Linked DNA regions of Mus musculus: all the other regions are linked to region 1. A link is a contact called in public HiCAR-type and HiChIP or PLAC-seq data. All regions are on one chromosome and are shown on one strand. The core of a region is the stretch at or near the end of the contact, and the rest is flanking DNA. Distances in the headings are between cores, read along the strand shown.

Region 1 (3,014 bases), core at 203-2,702:
CCAGAGAAGCCTATGGCACCGCACCCCACCGTCTCCATACTTGCCCATTCCCAAGAGGCAGTGTCTCTGCGGGTGGGCTGGGCCTGCCCGAGGAGCAGATACACACACTCCCTTCCGTTTCTTCCTTCCATCTGCCAAGTGCCACCCTCCCAGCTGGCCCTGTGGTTGGGATCCTGCCTGACTTCTTCCAGCTATCCCCTTGGGGAAGAACGGGGGCAAATGCTGGGCGTACACTGGACAAGGCCCACTGGACAACACTGGTTCCTGGGAGGTGACGGTGCCCCCCAGCTTTCTTCTTGTCACACACTGGACGCCGCCAGCTGAGAATTAGAGGGGTGAGGGGGACAAGGACGGCCAACCCCTACAGCGGTCCTCAGCCCTGGCTTCCTTCTGTTCCGCCCCCTGACACACTGGACCTGGGGGCGATCCCTGCCGTTGATCCTCAGTCACACACCCCTCCTTCTCACCTGCCATGCTGCAGCTAGAACTTCGCAAAGCCTCTATGTTTCTGTGGAGTAAATATTAGGATGGGGAACAGAGGGAGCAATAGCTTGAGGCTGGGGGTGGGGATTTCTATTGTAGCTACCACATTGGTTTTTCTATAATCACGCGGGGTTTGTACATTTTTTGGGGGGAGAGAAACACAGATTTTTACACTAATATATGGACCTAGCTTAAGGCGATTTTAATCCCCTGTCCTAGGCAGGTAATAATAAAAGTTGAGTTGTTTTTTGTTTTTTGTTTTTCCACAGCTGTGGGTGTATTTCCTGGGGTTTGGGTAATACCTGCCTCCTGGCTGTGGTCCAGTGTGGGTCTATCATCGCATAATCCAGACCTGTTGCCAGTTGGGCCATGAGAGCCACTCAGGTGCTCTACACGGGGAATGTGAATAGTGGTGTCCTTTGGTGGCAGGTCAAAGGTGCCATGGAAGCCATTGGGAATTCTGTTCTGGCTCATCATAAAGGGCAGTGCTAGTTATTAAAAATGGAGGTGTGGGTTCTTGTTCTGCTTGTCCAAATTCTAGGATTCTGAGGGCTGGGAGACCCAGGTGATCTCCGAGTTAGGTTTTGAAAGTATGAGACACCTGGGTGAAAGGCACACCAATGAGCCTGTAGGAGCAAGCTGCAGCCAGTGTGAAGGCCTCAAAGAGTTCACTTTGGGTGGTAAACAAAAAACCAAAAGACAAAAACAATCCCATGGCGGGCTTGAAGGAAACAGCTCCATCTTCGTAGCCGTTCCCATGAAATAAGGACCCTGGGGTTTTGGTTGATGATATTCACAAAGTCAGTCAAATGGATAATGAGGAGGACGGAAAAGGTAAATTCAATCTGAGATGGAATTAATGGGCTCTCAGGGGCCAGGCCACAAATCTAGCAGCCTTGCTAAAGCTACATAGGTCAGACTGCCTTCAGATTAAGGCCGACATTGATGGGCTAGAGTTCAGAGGTCAGACGTTAGAATAATAAGCAGTGGAGTCCCGGGCAGGGAGCCACAGTTCCCCGAGCTCTGCCCAGACTTGCTCTAAGCATTAGAGCGACGTAACTCTAGGTTCTTGTGATGTTCAGTGTGAGCAGGTCCAAACCTGCCCCTCTCCCAGGATGGTGGCAGCATCCACTCAGCAGCACCTGTATCATCCTGGATCCTTGCTGCAGAGTCCAGCATGAAGCTCACAGGTCTGCTTGCCAGATCTCTCTTTTTTCTTTTTCTAAGATGTATTTATTTATTTTATGTGAAGAGGGCATTGTGGATCCACCATGTGGTTGCTGGGAATCGGACTCATGACCTCTGGAAGAGCAGCCAGTGCTCTTAACCGCTGAGCCATCCCTACAGCCCCACAGATCTCCATTCTTTCTCCACATCTCCGCTTGCCCTGGCACATACTACAACACTGTAGTCTCCTAGCTAGTAAGCCAGGACTGTTCTGACCCTTTCTGGTTTGTCTTTGGTTCTGCAACCATGGAGACCTTGCTCTGAGACTGGGTCTTAACAAAGCCCAGACTTGTCTATCTCATCTTGCATAACCTGGAAGTGATTCTCCTGCCTTCGCTTCCCAGGTGCTGGAATTAGAGGCTCACAACACCACACCTGGTCCTCTGTATTTTTTATTTTAAAAATTATTACATTTATTCATTTAGTGTGTGTGCACGTGCCACGGTGTGTGCATGTGGAGGTTAGAGAACAACCTGCAGAAGTTGGTGGTCTCTTTCCATCATGCGTGTCCTGGGTATAAGACTCAGACGTGGTGGCAACTGCTGCCATCTAGCCACCACCTGTAAAATTTTGTATTACATTTTTCTTATTTTATATGTATGTATGTATGATGGGGGATTGAACCCAGGACCTTGTACATGCTAAGCAAACACTCTACCACTGAGCTATATACTCCCAGTCTCCCCCTCACTCCCTCCTTGGGATCTTTATTTTTTTTTGTTTTCAGACAAGGTCTCACTGTGTAGCCTAGGCTGGCCTGGCTCCCTATGTAGATCAGGTTGCCACTGAACTCAGAGATCTACCTTACTCTGCTTTATGTATGCAGGAATTAAAGGTGTGGGCCACCATGCCCAGCAGTTGTTTGCTTTGAGTTAGGACCTCACTCCTCCTGTCTCCAGTCTCCTGAATGCTTAAATTAGAAGTGTGTTCCACCAAGTCCACTTCTGGTTGACCTTTTAGGAACAAAACCTTGTCTGAGGCTGGCTGGTTCCTACGTCCTATGCAGTACCATTCTCCTGTGTATACCAACCACAGCACTTCCTCTAAGTGCTCTAAGGGCCGCAGACCTTCCTGGCATATGTATGGCCTTTGTAGCATGGTTTTGTCCCCTGCAATAGTATTCCCTGGGGTCTGCTTTGTTAGCTGCTGCTAGCCCTTCATCAGTCTCCTCTGGTCAGGCCAAACCCCAGTGATGCTCTTCAGCCCAGCAATCTCTGCTTTGCTCAGTTATATGTGCAATTTCACATGTTTTGGGTATGTGTCTTTACAATATGTTTCTTTGAGCCGAGCGTGGTGGTGCACGC
Region 2 (3,014 bases), core at 293-2,792, 190 kb before region 1:
TCTGCTCAGCAGTCTCCACTTCGCTCGAGGTGATGTCTTGAACCTCCTTTGTCACCGGAACAATCCCTGAACTCAATTTCTCTTCCTCTCTCCCACACCCTTCCAAGTAGTCTTTCCTCTCTTCACCGGACTTCAGCCTCCACTCTGTGGCCTCCAGCTGTATCAAGCTCTGTTTCTGGGGTTCTCTTGAGTCAAGATTCCATTTATGGACATCTGTCGGGCTGGCCTTCTGGTCACCAGGCTCCCCAGGGCTCAGAATGCTTTCCAACACCTCCTTTCTCTTGGGACTGTCATCTCCAGAACCCGCTAATCTCAGACTCTCCTCTGGAGTTTCTCCAGGGCTCAGCCTCCATTTCTGAGCCTCTGCTGGTCTGGAACTCAGGTCTCTGGCCTCTGCTGGGCTCTGCCTCCAGTCTCGAAGAGACCTCGAACTTGACTCTTGGGCTCCCCCTATCACCAGCCTCCTATCTCTGGACTCCCGGGGACTTAGCCTCTCTTCTCTGGACTCTCTTCCCTTAGGACTCTGATCTCTTAAATTACCAGGACTTGATCTCCTTTCTAGAACCTCCAGAGGCCCAGCCTTCCTATCACCAAGCACCTCGTTTCTCTGCTGCTGCTGCTGTTGCTGCTGCCGCTGTCGCTCCTGTTGGATGAATCGATTCTGATGTACTGGTCCAATAGCCTCCAAAAGGACAGCAGATTCATCTGGGTCTGGAGGTCCAGCCTCAGCATTCCCAGGCACAGGGCTCCCCTCTCCAGGAGGCAGGCCCAACTTGGCTCTGCGTCGTTCCAGGATTCCCCTCTTCCAGGCTGGCATCTGGGACAAGCGATCCCGTTCTGCTTTCTCGCGGCCACGAACCGCTGCCTCCTCCTGCCTCCGCCGGGCTAGCAACTGTAGCTTCCAATCTGGGATAGCGGTCATGGTCACTGGAAGTGAAGGAGAGAGTATTGGGGGACAGGAACAGGAAGGGTAAGCTTCAGAGGAGCCCGGAGACTGAGAATGGGGGTTGGGGGAGGAAGTGATGCGGGAAGGGACGAAGAAGGGCAGGAGGGGACAGTGGAATTAAGAATGAAGATAGAGGAAGGCCGTGAAAGGAAGGACAGCAAAAGAGTCAGGAACTGAAAAACTGAAGAGAAAAGCTGGGTGCCAAGTTGGGGGTGGGGATAGTGGGAGAGGAAGAGTCGAGATTCCGGGCAGAGGCAGAGCTAGATTGGGGTTTGTGGGCACCAGACCGTCCCTAAGATATAAGAAAGGGGAGAGAGGAAAAGCAGGAGAGAGAGAGGAGCCGGAGGAGCCGGGGCTGAGAAGTGAGCGGATTCAGTCAAGACTGCCTCCCCCGGTACGCAGGGGGAGATAAACGGGAAGAACAGGGAACCAGACGGCGAAGGGCGAGGAGATCGGGCAGGAGGTGAGGAGGTGAGGACAGATGTAGAGGGCAGAGGTCCAGGGTAGAAGGGGAGACCGGGAAACAGGCAAGGGCGCCGGCGCCTCTTCGCACGGGGCCCCCGCAGCTCCCGGCTGCCTTCCCGGCTGCGCTCGGCCCCGCCCCTCAGTCCGGCCCCTACCCCACTGTCTTTCCCGCCCCCGAGGCGGGTCAGGGGAAATACCCTCCTTGGGGACTTTTGGTACCCGAGCAAGTGTGCAGCCCCGTACATTCCCAGAACCCTGGCGTCCAGCCGCGTTCAGTCCCTACAATCTCGCCGGCCTCCCCACCGGATACGCTCCAGAACTCGGGCGCGACGAGGACCCACATCACGCCTCTGCTGTCTTCCCCAACCAGGGAGCCGGCTCTCAGGGGACCTTGACCCAAAGGGTTGTGCACCAGAGGGAACTGAAGGGACAATCTATGCAAAAGGGGAGACACTCCAGGGAAGATCTGGAGCCAGGAGGCACTTCTCTTAAAGTGGGAGCCACATAGTCAACTTACACGCCTCGGGGTCCCTAGGAGGAGGTGCAGTGGAGTCAGGCGTCGGGAGAGAGGAAGAGGAGGAGAGAGGCGAAGGGAGATCCGGAGGGAGGGAGGGAAACAGAGGAGGAGGGAAGAGGGAGCCTAAGAGGAGGGACGGAGACGCAGACTGGGGGCCAGGCGGGGGCGGCGACCGCTTTGTCTACGGACAATGGGGCGAGGGAAGGGGGCGCAGGGAGGAGCCCGGCGAAGGGCGGGGCTTCGCTGCCCTCCTTCCCGCGTGGACTCTGGTGGGACTTCTCTCTTGCTGTGGCTATCCCCTCGCTCTCCGTTGTCTGTCTCCAGAGACCTTCACCCGCTTCCTTCCTTGCAGCCCCGAAGAAGCGGGGTGTCCAGACCCACTTCTCCAGCTGGCCGACCCGGGGCGGCGGCCCGTGACTCAGGCCCCCTGAGGGACATGGGGAGGAAGCGGCAGCTGCTTGGAGTCGGACCCGCCCTTCCCATCTCTCGCCGCTCCTCCCCACGCTTTTTCTTTCCCTAGCCAGTCTTTGTTACCGTGGCAGAGAAGGCGGCTGCCAGGCCCTGGGGTCTGAGGCAAAATGGCTTTGGGAGTTCGCTCTCCTCCCAGAGAGTTATTCTGTCTCCCGTGGGTTCCCTGATTTATACGCGGAGAAACTAATATTTGGAGGGAACAGGACTGGACGACTGAGAGATGGGGCGGGTCCATGGGGTGTGGCCCCAGCCTTGCGATCGTTTTAGAGTGCTCGGCTATCACCGCAAAAACTAGGTCTCATCTTCCTTCCCACAATTGGTTCTGCGGCTTGAGAGTCATGGACAGACAAGTGGATATCATATGTATAAAATTTTATTTTTTCTGCAGCGCATATCCTTTGGGAGAGCAGGGAGCCCTGAGTCAACCCGAGTTAAAATCGGGAGACGTCGCCTTAGGAGACCACACAGAGCTGTAGGGAAAGACCTAAGGAGAAACTAAGGCAGGAGTGGGGAGGAAGCACAGCCGCGGTACAAAAGAGCCACTACTTATAAACTTTCAGATAGGCCCTGACATAGCTCCCTGAGGTGGAAACATGGAAGGGAATCCCTGAGGTG
Region 3 (3,014 bases), core at 203-2,702, 170 kb after region 1:
GCCCTCAGCAGTGTCTTTGGCTTTTCTAAATCCTATTTTGAGGATTTGGGATTAGCTTAACTAAGGTTCAAATCTCTTGCTTCATTAAGGGCCATTTAAGATGTGAGATAAACTATTAATGCCTTCCTAGGGGACTCCCGGCGGCATACAGGACCTGAGATAACACAGAAACTGGCACTTAGGGAGGGGACTCCTGCTACAACAATCGCTAAGCTGTCGGAACTCCCGGCGGGCATCGGTATCCACTCGCACCTTGTTCTTAAGGCTAATTGCTTACACTTGCTCCAGAGTGCTGGCTGTAGGCCATCAGACACTAAGCAAGGCCCGTGCACTCACAGAATGATCTTAAGATGGCCTGGAGATAAAACTCCCCTACCCAAGGGTGTCCCTTTCTTGTTTACAAGGAAAGGTAGAAAGGCTGAAATCGATCAGATCTGCACCTCAGGCACTACAAGGGTCTGCTCGTGTAAAGGTGACTCATGGAGTCTGAGGCTAAAGTAGACAGGCCGTAAACTTGACTGAAGGTGAGCCCTACTCCACACATGGCCCAAACAAGAGCTCCTATCAGCAGCCAGTCACACCCAACCTCTTCAGTAACAATAACTCCAGGATAAGCACCATTTTTTACCCCCCCAGCCATGCCTAACCTTAAGGCCAAGTTCCTGGGTCCGACTGTGATCCAAGTCCCCAGAGGGGCTGATATGTTTTTTTTTTTGGGGGGGGGCTGATTTTCACGCATCACTGGTGTACAGACAGTGATGGCATGAAGCAAGTGTCGGGACACAGGCCAGGCCTAGGTGACCTACATGACAAGGGCCAGGCCGAAACAATCCAGGCCGGTTTCTGATTCTTGCAATTCTGGGTTCTAGTCCACACTGCGTCGTGCTTCTCAGGAGGCCCGGCAGCCATCACCACCTTTGGCAGGCAGGGTGGCTACCCTACATGTTCCCAATTCCCTTCACTGCTGCCTCTGCCAGCCCAGCCAAGTCCCTTCACTTACCTCCTCGGGAGTTGGTTCCACCTTCTCCAACTTCACGGCATTGGGGCGGTCGGCACAGGGCTCAGAGGAGGTTCCCTCTGAGTTGCTTTCCACTCGTGCTCCTGCCTGGCCCTCAGGCTGCAAAGTCTCCACGCCAACTTGGGGGACTAGGCCCAGTCCAACCTGAGGTCCACAGTATGCCATCCCTCCGCAGAACTCGTATGCGGGCGGACATGGGGAGATCCCCAATACCTCTGAGCCTGGTCCGATTCCAGGCCCACCTGGAGGCCCTTGGAAGCTTAGCCAGGTTCGAGGATCCACCCAGCCCGGCTCCAGCCCTGCTGACCCATCACCCCCACCTGGTGGGGGTGAGAAGGCGAAGTCTGAAGCCAGGTGTCCAGCCATGGGGAAGGTGGGCACCCCGAGCCGGGGGCCTGGTGGAAAGACGGCTCACCTAGGGACGGTTTCACCTCTCCCTCCCCAATCCCACCCTCTAGCCTTGACCTCTGGCCCCGCCCCCTGGGTGGGTGGAGGAGCAGAGCTGTGGGGGTGGGAGAAACTGAGGCGAGCGCTATCTGCCTGTGTCTTCCAGACGGAGGTTGGGGACGTCTGGACAGGACAACCCTTAGGACGGGACCCCAGGAGGCCTTCATTTTCAACCTTCAAGGTCCTCTCACCCCTGCCTTGGGTCACCGGACACCTCACAAACCAGTTGCTCGGATGCCCCATCGCACCACAAAGCCTGTTGGCACTGCACCCTCTCGGCCTGTCCTTACAGCCCACTCAGCCATCCTCTGGAGAGCCTAAAACATCCATTGAATGTTCGTGTGCCAATTATTTCTGGGGCCACTCCTCAGTTCTTGCTTACCCACCCGTCTAGAGTCCTAGATATGGGTGAACCCAGTATTTCAGCCCATGTCCAAGGCCAGGACAAGACAGCCATTGCACCTCCAGTCCTCCAGAGTTTAGAGGCTCTACACCATGGGACCCCGAGCCCCAACCAGATATGTCCCCAGAGACCCCAGAGAAGTGCTGGCTCTGCGTTTTCAGAGCACAGTATTCCATCTTGTGTTGTCCAGGTTGGTAGATTAGACACTAACCACCCCCCAACCCCCATAAGACCTGCACCCAGGCTCCATCCCCTCACAGTTAAGGCCGGGGCCTCTTTCCTCAAGATTCTCAGTTCTCCCTCCCCCCACCTCCTCATCCCAGGCTTCCAGCCTAGTTCCTGGGTGGAGAAACCCAACGGGTGGGAGGTGGGTAGAGAGAAGAAATATCTGACTTCAGGTTCAAAGGGGCCTGGGAGGGACTGGGGGAAGGGGGCAGGACAATGGCCTTGGCTGGACAATCCTGGTCCCCAGAGGGGGCAGCTCTAACCCTAAACAAGTACTCAACCCTTGAATGGGCCAGGATGGCTCCCCTGGGGACAACTTCCTGCTCCCCAACCCCCTCCTGAGCCCCAATCCCCTCACACAAGACTTCCCCAGCTCTCCACCTCTCCTCAAAGACAGAGCCTCAGATGGAGATACCCTGCTTCCCTTCCTCCAGGGACTCCGGTGTTCATCCTCGTCACCCACCCCTCCCCCATTCCTGTGCTGGCGGAAAGACACTAAGGAGACGGGATTAGGAGGAGGGGGTGCAGAGAGCCTACCCTGAACTTCCCTAGAGTGGTTTTCTGGGCCCAGTCTGAGGATCCCATTACTGGCCTGGTGCTTAGTTATCTTTGCAAGAGAATAGCCCTCAGAGTGCCTGTCTGCAAGGGATGGTGTTTGTCTGTCTGCTCCTACACCATGCTCTGAACGAAGGCCCCAGGGTGAATCACACAGCCTCAAAAAGCCCAGAGCACCCCACAGTGTACATAGCCAGGACAGAGTTCTGAGCCTGGGCCCAGCCCGCCTGAGCTGTTGGCTAGGGTCAGTGGCTCTAGGTGCCCTGGGGGGCGGGGGTGTCTCTTGATGGTAGTCTTCATCAGGTAGAGATGGAACCTTTCTCTATAAAACAAGCTGCCCTTGAACTCCTGATAATTCTCCTGCCT

The links. HiCAR-type assays count read pairs that join an accessible place to other places. HiChIP or PLAC-seq counts read pairs in DNA pulled down with a chosen protein or histone mark.
Region 2: a contact with region 1 is called in an H3K4me3 HiChIP or PLAC-seq map of embryonic stem cells, with 4 times the contacts expected there. The contact joins the promoter of Ppp1r18 here to the enhancer-like site in region 1. A contact is called at or near these places in 4 of 39 promoter capture datasets (cranial neural crest, embryonic stem cells, fetal liver and 1 more), 15 of 484 Hi-C or Micro-C datasets (CD8 T cells, the HL-1 cell line, Sertoli cells and 5 more), 16 of 115 datasets of contacts at active chromatin or transcription factors (the SCID.adh cell line, bone marrow-derived dendritic cells, effector CD8 T cells and 6 more) and 3 of 9 other capture datasets (adipose tissue, liver and pancreatic islet).
Region 3: a contact with region 1 is called in a HiCAR-type map of embryonic stem cells, with 2.0 times the contacts expected there. The contact joins the promoter of Pou5f1 here to the enhancer-like site in region 1. A contact is called at or near these places in 1 of 39 promoter capture datasets (cranial neural crest), 4 of 484 Hi-C or Micro-C datasets (embryonic stem cells, erythroblasts and olfactory sensory neurons), 6 of 115 datasets of contacts at active chromatin or transcription factors (embryonic stem cells, epiblast stem cells, memory CD8 T cells and 1 more) and 4 of 9 other capture datasets (adipose tissue, liver, macrophages and 1 more).

The regions. Positions count from the first base shown.
Region 1 is chr17:35,679,304-35,682,317 of GRCm38.p6, reverse strand. Ddr1 (discoidin domain receptor family, member 1) reads left to right here. Exons shown (of 18, transcript NM_001198833.1): 18 at 1-751. Among named protein-coding and RNA genes, the nearest start is that of Gtf2h4, 7.1 kb to the right of the region's middle. Within about 2 kb of position 1,452, at least 13 of the 459 cell types and tissues checked have an H3K27ac peak or open chromatin away from gene starts, as enhancers often do. A contact at or near this core is called in embryonic stem cells and neural progenitor cells, where this site is marked.
Region 2 is chr17:35,865,143-35,868,156 of GRCm38.p6, reverse strand. It overlaps Ppp1r18 (protein phosphatase 1, regulatory subunit 18), which reads right to left and starts at 1,542. Exons shown (of 3, transcript NM_175242.1): 1 at 1-1,542. The coding sequence starts at 922. Nrm (nurim (nuclear envelope membrane protein)) reads right to left here. Exons shown (of 4, transcript NM_134122.2): 4 at 2,757-3,014.
Region 3 is chr17:35,504,470-35,507,483 of GRCm38.p6, reverse strand. Pou5f1 (POU domain, class 5, transcription factor 1) reads right to left here and starts at 1,452. Exons shown (of 5, transcript NM_013633.3): 1 at 1,001-1,452. The coding sequence starts at 1,384. Gm32362 (a long non-coding RNA gene) reads left to right here and starts at 1,747. Exons shown (of 3, transcript XR_385564.3): 1 at 1,747-2,058. RefSeq lists promoters at 1,406-1,675, 1,433-3,014, 1,382-3,014 and enhancers at 2,343-2,585, 1,667-2,675, 2,670-3,014.